Regions from separate parts of the Gossypium hirsutum genome. Here all the other regions are linked to region 1. Evidence: chromatin contacts called from public Hi-C data. All regions are on one chromosome and are shown on one strand. The core of a region is the stretch at or near the end of the contact, and the rest is flanking DNA. Distances in the headings are between cores, read along the strand shown. Region 1 has its middle 19 kb from the start of LOC107909562. Region 2 has its middle 21 kb from the start of LOC107907838. Region 3 holds the start of LOC107909559 (pentatricopeptide repeat-containing protein At2g13600).

What was found. A called contact is a pair of places that touch in the nucleus more often than the background predicts.
Region 2: a Hi-C map of leaf shows a contact between it and region 1, with 4 times the contacts expected there. The contact joins two enhancer-like sites. A contact is called at or near these places in 3 of 34 Hi-C or Micro-C datasets (all in leaf).
Region 3: a contact with region 1 is called in a Hi-C map of leaf, with 6 times the contacts expected there. The contact joins the promoter of LOC107909559 here to the enhancer-like site in region 1. A contact is called at or near these places in 12 of 34 Hi-C or Micro-C datasets (callus, cotyledon, leaf and 1 more).

Annotation. Positions count from the first base shown.
Region 1 is chrD02:63,722,759-63,726,639 of Gossypium_hirsutum_v2.1, forward strand. No RefSeq gene overlaps it. Among protein-coding and RNA genes, the nearest start is that of LOC107909562, 19 kb to the left of the region's middle. Within about 2 kb of position 1,498, at least 3 of the 9 cell types and tissues checked have an H3K27ac peak or open chromatin away from gene starts, as enhancers often do. A contact at or near this core is called in leaf, where this site is marked.
Region 2 is chrD02:63,816,204-63,819,958 of Gossypium_hirsutum_v2.1, forward strand. No RefSeq gene overlaps it. Among protein-coding and RNA genes, the nearest start is that of LOC107907838, 21 kb to the right of the region's middle. Within about 2 kb of position 1,633, at least 2 of the 9 cell types and tissues checked have an H3K27ac peak or open chromatin away from gene starts, as enhancers often do. A contact at or near this core is called in leaf, where this site is marked.
Region 3 is chrD02:63,847,200-63,850,742 of Gossypium_hirsutum_v2.1, forward strand. LOC107909559 (pentatricopeptide repeat-containing protein At2g13600) reads left to right here and starts at 2,136. Exons shown (of 2, transcript XM_016837142.2): 1 at 2,136-2,236; 2 at 2,398-3,543. The coding sequence starts at 2,481.

The sequences.
Region 1 (3,881 bases), core at 248-2,747:
GTAAACACAGGGTAAAAAGAGTAATATGTATTTCAAATTTTAACAACCAAACACTTCATTCATCATTTTGAAACTTGTGTATTATATATCACTCATCTTTAGTAAAAGTACTATCGAGGCCATTATATTAGGAGCAAGATTGCATTTTACCCCTCTACTAAAAAAATGGATAAATTAGTCCTTGTACATTATATCAAAGAGTAATCTGGTCGTTTCTGTTAAAAATTTCATCCATTTCTACTGTGTAAAAATTAGTGTGGCTAACAAAATAATCAGACGACCACGTGTACCTCATTATGACATACAAAAACTAATTTTTAATGATAGAAATGGATTAAATTTTTAGTAGAAGAATCAACTTGCTCTCTATTCTAACACACAGGGACTAATTTGTAAATATTTTCAGTAAAGAAGTTAAAATGCAATCCATCTTTTAGTGTAAAAGGCCTCTATAGTATTTTTACTCTTCTCATTTGCATTAAGTGCACCAAATGTGGCCTATTGGGTAAAAACGAGTACTAATAATGAGGGAAATGGATTGGGACCAATTACAAGCCTAAAAGATCCAAGTAAACTAAAATCAACCTAATGTGGACTTAATAAAGCCTAACGTCAAAATCCAAAACATGGATCAATTTGCATTCAGCCCAAAGCTGGAAAAATAGTTGAACTTGATCCAATCAAATGGTTGACTCCAATTCAAATAGATTTCAGGTTGGTTTAACAAATTAAGTTTTCAATTTACTAGATTCAAATTTATTCCAGTTACGTCTCTGCACAAAATCTAGTTTCTACCATCATCATCATCATTTATAGTTATTATTTAAACAAAAAAAAAAGAAAAAAAGAAACTCATTGTCGACATGCATCGAGTTATTTAAGAGTAGTTTGAGTTCAACTAAATAGATTTTATGAGATAAGATAGAAATAGCAAATGTAGAAATATCATCATTCTTAATAAGCCATTGCTTGCATCCTGCAATGGATTGGTTTAAAGTTTAATGTTCAAACACTGATAAAAGTGATGGTAAATAAATAGATTAATTTAACTTGTGATAATGGGTTTTCTAACAGAAAGAAATGAGATCTTAAAATTTGAGGAGTAGCATGAAGCACCCACGGAAGTACTCGAACTGTGTATGTTTTTAAATAATAATAAAACACACATTTTGTATTAGGCTTTATCTCATATGTGTTAGAATCCAAAATCCATTTGTAGCTTCTACTAATATATAGGTAAGACTAAGACCAAGTCTAAGACCCTTCTCTGCTTGGGATTTTCCCTGCAGACAAAACCGTCCATAACTCAAGGCTTCTTCTTTATAATAAGAACAACTTTTTCTTTGTATATTAATATAATATGCTGGAATTGAAACCCTTTTCTCAGAGCTAAGTCTCATCTTCATATATATAAATAATTGAGTAGAGCGGGTGGGTTATATTAGTATAATGTTGAGTGATTGCAAACAAACATTTCCCATGTGATGTGATGTGATGTGATGAGTTTTACTCTCTACAAACCAAACCTCTAAACTTCTGTGTTCACACACTTTGTGTTTAGATGCTATGCTATTATGGTTGAAAATGAATGTCGGGGCGGCGCCAAAGTAGGCAAAGGTTTTATTCAAAATTGAAAAATTACATCTTAATACAATATCATATATATTGCTGAAACTAAAAAAAAAAAAAACAGAAAATGTTGGAGAATGAAAGGACTTGACATGTATATATATATTGGTAACTTTTTTTTTTTTTGAAATCAGAATTTCTACTAATTTCATGAGAAAAATTAAATCCCTGATTTCATAATTAAAGGAAGAAGTGAGCAAATATATACATACTATTCAAAGTACATCAATTATCAGCTTGTGATCAAAATCAAGGGTGGGACATAGGGTAACCAAGATATACGTCAAAACAAAGAGAGAGAGAGAGAGGGGATATATATATTTATAGAATCCGAAAAATGAAAATTTCAAATTACCCCAAAAGAAAAAAGAAACAAAAACTCCAAGGTATGCTTTGTCAAGGCATGTGGAGATGTCCCCTCCCAAACTCAAGTGTCTGCAGGTGAGACGTAGCGTGGGTTGTGCTTGTGTTAGCCCACCTATGTCTCTCACTTTATTAGATTACCATTTTTATTTTTGTCTCTCTTTCACACAAGATTTTTTCTTTCACAAGGGAGATTTGTTTTTTAACAAGCATCATAGACAAGAAGAAATAGGTTACAAATAATTTTAAATTTAATGTTAATTAATTTGAATTCACATGAATTTTGTCTCTATATGAATGATTTGATTAACTCATAAAGAAGATTTGACATTTAGAAATAATTTTATCTATCATGTTGTAAGTACGAGAGTTTTGATTCAATCTTTAACAATTCCATTCTCCTCTAAAAATAAATGAGACATAATAAATTTATTATATTTTCTTGAAATTAAAAGAAAATTATTATGAAGACATTAAAGACAAAAACTCTTTATTTAAACTAAAATGGCAAATTGGCAATGCTTTTATATCCTATATGCAGACACAATCTAGACTTGTAATAATATAAGCTTTTTTGGGGGGTTAGTGTAATATAATCTAAGTTTAGGTCCATGTTAGGTTTGTAATAAAATATAGTTAACATCATAATGTGATTTGATTAATTCAATTATATAGAGAGGGGGGAAGAGAGAGAAATGGGTCACTTCATCACATGTCTTAAAAGCTAACTCCACCCAACACTTTAATATTAGGATTATATAAAAGAGAAGTAGGTAGTGTCACTTGGAATATATGGAAGGGTCTCAATTTGAGTCACATCCACATTATTTGGGATTATGTTTTAAAAGTGCTTTGAACATATCCATAAAAGGGATTTCAACTTGAAAACTAAGTCACATTTTGGAACATCTTTCTATCCTTTTTGGATCCTTTAAAAAAAAGAATCCTTGCATAAAAGAAACACAAGATCATATCTCTACTATACTTTATTTTATTTCATATAAAGAGAGTTTAATTTGAAAATATGTAGAATTCAGCTTAGTTTTGTTGTTGCGGTTTGAAAACTAATGTGTTGTGAAAAAAATAATATGATAAAATTTTTTAGTACTGTGAAATAAATGAGATGAGAAGATATAATGTGAGAATGTTAAGAAGAATTTTATTAGATTATTTGTAATGATAATTACATTTTAAAATTTTGAATCCAAGCTCTCGTGTTGTTCTTGTCAAATAAAATTTTAGTAAATAAATAGGCTATTATACAAATTATTTTTTAAAAATTCTTTAAACATTTGAATATTTTAGAATTCGTGAATATATAATAGATGAATACAGTTTTAAATTTAAAATAAAACTGAGAATATAATTCTATACCTATTATAGAATGGCCGTCAAAAAGCATTTTTGGAGCTAATGAATAAATTTGCATTATGCTAATGCCAAATTCAATTAGAATAATATATATGAAAAATATAAAATAAAATTTTGTTTCAATCCATTGTGAATAATTAATCTTATCCAAAAATAATAATTAGTTGATTTATATATATATAAGGCTAGTTGAGGATTAATTAATTAAAAAATAAAATAATGATATCTATCTTAATACAACTTAAAAAGTAAAAAAAAAAAGGGTTAACTTTTGTTGATGAACACAAACAAAGTGGGGCATACATATTGATTCGGGAAATCTTAAAATGATAATATCGACATCCCTTTTAAAGAGCAAGCAAAGAAAATAGAGCATGATTAAGGCGGCCTTAAAAGGTGTAGGTTTTATATAAATAAGATGGGTGGGACAAGCACCACTGCTAAGACGACAGTTGTTTTATAATCAACGCCATTTTATAGGTTTGATTCCACATTTCTTCGCTCTCTAACGACGGCCA
Region 2 (3,755 bases), core at 383-2,882, 94 kb after region 1:
TTGGCCCAATTTGTAAAACATGTGGAGAAGCCCATCTACTTGAAGCTTAGTGGTACAGTGAAACACTCAAGTAAAACTAAAGTTATCGTGGTGAATATTATAAATCCTAAGGGATAAAATTTTATAGAGTTTAAATATTTTAGGACTCTCATAATGTAGATAAGTTTTAATCTTGACCGTTGTAATAATTTATTGAATATATTTGAGAGCATTTACTCAAACACATCGTGTGCATTGTTTTATTGTGGTTTTTTTGTTCGATTTGAGTTCCTTTGTATTTTGAGTTTGCTTTTGCTTTATTTCGGTGCCTTGGAGAATTTCCTTTAAAGAATTTTTACTTTTGAGAGATAGACTGACTTAGACAGATTTGAGGTAAAGAAATCATTTAAGGTAAATAATTTCCTTTAAAGAATTTTTACTTTTGGAGAATTTTTTTTATCCTTTTAGATGAAAAGGTCACAAAGAAAAGCACAACTGAAAAAAAAAATTATACAATGTGTAAATGTTGAGGATTAAATTTTTTAGAATCAAGACTAAATTGACATAACGTATTAATGTTAAGGGTTAAAGTTGCTATTGTGCCAACTTTAAAAGCTACCATGTTTATGTTAGTCATATAGTGGATGATGACTAAAAAAGACAAAATCGAAAAATGGGTGATCATTTTGTAATTTTTCATATTTAGGTGATTAAAAAAAAGGTTAGGTGACTACCATTGTAGTTTACCCTTAATTTTTTATTTTTATTAATTAATTTTGGAATATATATTTTTTATTTTTTATAATTTGTACATATTTTTAATTTCAATACATTATGTCATGTTTTAATTGCCTGAAAGTGCCATGTAGTGGGTTCTAATAAGCGCCACATGTCAACCAGAGTATTTTTAATGTCATTGGACTTGATGAAATATAACTTTAGATACCAATATAAAAAAATAAATACCAAGATAAAAAAAATAGTATAATTTGGAGGCCTTTTAAGCCTTATTCTAATGGCAAACTTTAGGTTAAATTATGCTATTAGTCCTTTACTTTACGAAAATTGTGTATTTAGTCTATTTACTTTAATTTGATCAATTTTAGTCTTTTGTACTTTTTGAATTAGTTAATTTTAGTTCTAACCCGAACAATAGCAATTAAATTTATTTGGTTAAATTCAATTACTAGTCTTGTACTATGCATATAGTTGTAGATTTTGTTCATATTCTCCAATTGGATCATTCTAAATCCCTATACTTTTAGAATTTTAAAATTTCAGTCTTGACACAAATGACAGTCGTTAGTCCTTTAATTGAATTTTTAGTGAGTAATATTTGGAAATAACAAGTTGCATGACATTACACATATAATTATATGTTTGACACATCAAATTCTGAAAATAGCAAAACTGAACTTAATGAATTTAATAAATATTATCGAATGAAGATTAAAATTTTAAAATATGTGAATAGTTAAACTAAAAATTTTAAAATATGAGAAATAATTAAACTAAAAATAATCAAATTAAATTCGTAACATTTGTAAACAATTAGGACTAATTACCCGGATGTGGGTGTCATTGATCCGTCCCTCTAAGTCCTCATGATTCAAAACTCCCACTTCTAAAGGCCCGTAGGGTAGCCCACCACTTTTAGCAATAATGTGAGAAGCAAGCACCGACCCACCGGCCATGGAGGCCGCATTATCAGACATGCGTAGTGCCACAAACCTCATTAATTATACTACTGTCATACACTCCCATCTTAGTTTCCACTACCCGATCAGCTTCCTCGCCATCTCCGAGTAGCTAGCTAGGCTGGCCAAGGACGACCATCTCCGATCGTTCCATTTCATCATCTCTAGCATTTTCGGTTTGAGTATCTCCTTCCATTTCGTCGGACATAGCTTGAGATCATAATCACTATTTGTGAAGAATATGGCCATCATTAGGGAGCAACTCAATGTCTTCCACTCAATTTCCAATACCCGTTAAACATATAATTTCTTAAACTTTCTTCCTTTCCTCGGTTTTTCGATTAATATAAGACCCTAAGTAAATTTAAAAAAAAGACTCGTCAAGTTGAATAAAAGAACCCCAAACACTAGCATTACTCTGGAAAGTCCAAATATTCCTAACTTGAAGGAAATGCCATAAAAACATATCCAAGTAAGCATCTTAACATGGTTAAAGGTTAGTCTTGTATTATTTTTAGAAAGTGTTTTTGAAAATGATTTTGAAAAATTAAAATGTTCATTTTAAATAATAATATTGTTGAGTGGCACTCGACAATGCTAACTACAGACTGCCACTGAGGTGGTTATAAAACCTACTTTATTTGGTTTGACAATTTAATGAACAAAATATTTGGTTCTGGTTATATGCTGCTTTATTGAAGATATTATGATCCATTCATGGAAAACCAATCCTTGGCATTTGAAGATTGAATTGGATTCAAGTGAATCAAATAATCCCTTGAAACATGGAGGATCGGTGAAGATTGTGTGCTATTTTGGAAATTAGATCATTGATTGATTGTACTTTGATTATTTTGATTGTATTAGCTATTTTCAAGGAATTACTTTATATTGATTTAAATGCTATGTTAGTAAGCCGAGATTGATATATCATTTGAAGCTTGTATAAGTTATGTATGAGAGCTTATTTAGTGCATTCTAATATGTTCATCAAAGGAACGACTGTGTAAGAGAGTGCAAAGTTTGTATTATAAACATTGTTGAGAGCGTTTACTGCCAAAGTTCTCAGGGGGAAGATTTGGAGGTGAGAGTTCTAGTCTTTAGGTACAAGGGTGAGAATCTCTATACTTGGAGAGTGATAGAGTGTGAGTCACTTGTAGTATTCGTGACTAAGGATAGTGGAATTTCTCACTGAGTTAGGCTCCACAGATGTAGGGAAACTGATCTGCGTAAACAAATTCTTGGTGTTATTTGTTATTTTGTTAGCACAATTTTGCGATGCCAAGTTGTAGTGGCCACTGCAGTCTAGTACTTCCATTGCACTTGTTGTGTTAAGCAAATAAGCTACTTAAGTAGCAACAAATATTATAAAGTAAAAAAAAAGTTAATTTAAATGATATTCAAATTCCATAATATTATTATATATGAAAGAACAATTTTTAAATATTTTTAAACAATTAATATAAATTGTTTGTAAATTTGAATTTAAGTATATAAACAGTATTTTAGATATAAAAATCACATAAAAACATACTCTTATAAATTAATAAATATTCCATAATTGATAATTTACTCAAATGCAAAAGATCACTCTTTTCTTTGTATCTTTATTATTATAATGATGAAATGTTCGTTTATTTTTGTATTAAAAATATATATTCAACTTAGATTATAACAAAATATATAAAAAATAATTTATAATAACTCAATGTTAAAATTACTATTATATGAAATATAAATTTTAAATATTTTTAAAAAACTAATATAAATTATTTTTAAATTTTAATTTCAATATACAAACCATATTTATAATTTATAATTTGTCACTTGAATGAATTTGTGAAAGACAATTCTAAACCATGCCTAAACTAAGGATAGCAATGTAACACCCCTTACCCGTATTAAACACTGGAATAGGGTACGAGGCATTACTAGAACACATACACTTGTAAACGTATTTAACCGAGTTATAAAACTTCATCTAAATTAAAACTTTCAAATTATTAACATGCTTTTAAAATTCTTCATAATATATCCTCAAAATATTATATTCATAATAAATAGGACCTACAAGACCCG
Region 3 (3,543 bases), core at 886-3,385, 130 kb after region 1:
TTTTATAATTTTATATCAATTTTAATTTTTTTTATAGTATTTTAAATATGTTTTATTAATGTTATAGTTTTTTTAATAATTTATTAGAATTTTAATTTTTTATAATTTTTATAAGTGTATATCAATTCTGATATATATTTAATTTTTTTAATATTTAATAATATTTAAATTTTTTATTTTTTTATTTTTAATTATTTTTGGGAAAAATATTATATTAAACCAAAAGCTATCACGTGTCACCAACTGATTGGTCAACTTATTTATTTTAACGATCAACATGGTAAATGACAAAAACTGTTAACAGAGGGGTTTAATTGATTACTTTAGTTATTAATTGGGTGCGAATTTAATATAGGAGCTTAATTGATTTTTTTGCATTTTTTTAAGGGATTTTTTTTTCACATATAAGCCTATATATTATTGTTTGTTATTATACTGATTAAAAAATGCTCTAAATCCCTATATTTTTAGTAAATTTGAAAGTTAGCTCTCTTACTATATTATATTATATTATATAATGCTATATCATATGATATAGTATATAATATAGCAGTAGTTATATATATATGTGCATAAAAGACTAAACATTATAATATCATGTACTATAACTATTATTATAATCTATATTATAATAATAGTTATATATAATAGTAGTGCATTATATATTACTTATTATATATTATTGTTTATTATTATACTAGTTGGAATATTCTCTAAGTCCTTATATTTTTTTACATTTGGAAGTTAGCCCTCCTATTATATTATATTATATAATGCTATATCATATCATATAGTATATAATATAGCAATAGTTATATATATATGCATTGATGATTAAACATTATAATATCATGTAGTATTATTATATCTTTTATTATAATTTATATTATAATAGTTGTATATGTATTAATATGTTTAGTAATAGCTATATATTATAATATTATTTTATGTACTAGTAATATACTAATTTAATATATCGGTTTAAGGTTAAGTAATCGATTTCAGTAATAGTTATATAATATATTATTATATTATCATTAATTTTTAATTTATAGATTTTAATAATTATTAATTTTATATATTTATTATACATGTATAATTATAATATTAAAAATATTTTATGTTAAATTAATGTTTTTAAAAATTTATTCCATCTTATAATTTAACATAAATATTATTACTAATTAATTTTTCCCATTAATCATATTTTGATATAAATATGCAAGGTTTATAAATATATTTTAAAAAAATTATCATTTATTTATATTTTAAATAATATCATAAAATTATATTAATTATTAATGTTTATTATGGTTGTTGATTTATAAAGTCAGACTTTCTCGAGCTTTGAATCGAATTTATCTCGAGCTCAGATATGTTACCGGTTCAAACTTTATCAAATTCAGATGGTTTCAACTTAAGATTAGACCTGTTCATGGGTCGGGCCATCTGACCCGTCCCGAAGGCCTGCCCGAAATGTGGATGGGTTTGGAAAAAAATATAGGCCCGAAAACGGGCTTGTACAAAAAAAATAAGACTCGATTAAAAAAATGAGTGCGGCCTCGGGTAAGGTATATTTTGACCAGACCCAGCCTGGCCCGACCTAAATTTACTAAAGTATAAAAAAAATCTTTTTTTTTTATTTTTTTTATTTTTTATTGTTTTCTCCTTATTTTGCTACCATTTTACTATTATGTTGCTACTATTTTGTTGTTATTGTTTGGATATTGTATAAAACTTGTTTTATAATTAATTTTGTTATTATTTTAGAGGCATTTGCTTATTAAGTTGCATCTATCTTAATATCATTTAAGTATACATATTTTTTAAAATTTATTTTCAATTTGTTGGGAAATATTTATTTTTGATGTTTTTAGTATTTTTGATATATTATATATATTTAAAATTTATATAAAAAATAATATAAAAATTTAATATAGGTGGGCTAGGCCGAGCTCCAATTTTAATATTTTTATCCGGGTCGAATTTAAACAAAAATTTAAACCAACTTTTTAGGCCGGGCATAAGCTTAATAAACGGGCTTAATTTTTATTTGGACCTAACCCAAACCCAGTCAAAACTCATCCCAAACCAATGAACACCTCTAGTTAAGATGGTTAGGAACGGGATTAAGAGCTTCGCATGTTTTGTGAGCTCTGAAGCCCAACAACCGGTAGAATTTCCACCCAAAAAAGAAACACTGTTTAATCACATTTCAAAGGTCACTGCTGCTCAGGTATTAGAATCCGACTCTCCACTTACTTCGCGTCTCGTTGTCGGAGAGTTGACTCGTTATTGTCATTGAAATCTTTTCCATAACTAGAAATTTTGAAAAAAAAAAAAAACTGTTGGCATCACTTCTATTTTCCTTCCATTACTGAGTTAGAAACATCTCAGTTTGCAGCCAAATGCTAAGGGAGATGCAAAAACCGTAGCAAAAGAGCAATGCCCACCAACTTTGTTTCTTCCAGGATAATGGAATGGCGAAACTTGGATTGCACAAACAAATTGTGGGTGATCTTTCACTGCCCGACTCTTCTCCTTTTGCTAAGCTTTTGGGTTCCTACATCCAATCCAAGTCTCTCCTTGATATACGTCGGTTACATGTTCGGATAATCAAATCTAATTTTGCGTCTGAGACTTTTATCCTAAACAGGCTTATCGATGCCTACGGCAGATGTGGCTCCTTGGAGGATGCCGGGAAGGTGTTTAACAGAATGCCTCAAAGAAACATTTTTTCTTGGAACTCGGTCATATCTGTATTGACGAAATTGGGTTACGTTGATGAGGCAGCAGGGTTTTTTTATTCCATGCCTGAGCATGATCAGTGCTCTTGGAATTCCATCATTTCAGGGTTTGCTCAGCAAGATAGATTCGGAGAGGCTCTTTTCTATTTTGTTAGGATGCATAGAGAGGACTTTGTGCTTAACGAATACTCGTTTGGTAGTGCTCTTAGCGCTTGTTCTGGGTTGAAAAACATTAAAATCGGTGCTCAAATCCATGCTTTAATCGCAAAAACTAGGTTCTTTTCCAATGTTTATATGGGCTCGGCTCTTGTTGATATGTATGGAAAATGTGGGAGTGTCAGCTGCGGCCAGAGAGCTTTCGATGATATGAGTGAGAGGAATAGAGTCTCTTGGAATAGTTTGATCACTTGTTATGAGCAAAATGGTCCAGCTAGTGCAGCTCTTCAGGTTTTCTTGAGGATGATGGATTGTGGAATTGAACCAGATGAACTCACATATGCCAGTGTGGTTAGTGCTTGCGCTAGCTTGTCGGCAATCAAGTCAGGCAAGCAGATTCATGCTCGTGTTGTGAAATGCAATAAGTTGAGGGATGATCTTGTCCTGGGAAATGCATTGGTTGATATGTATGCAAAATGCAATAAAATCAATGAAGCTAGATGTATTTTTGATAGGATGCCAGTTAGGAATGTAGTGTCTGAAACCTCAATGGTAAGTGGGTATGCGAAGGTAGCCAGTGTGAGAACTGCGAGATCAATGTTTGCAAAGATGATGGAGAGGAACATAGTGTCTTGGAATG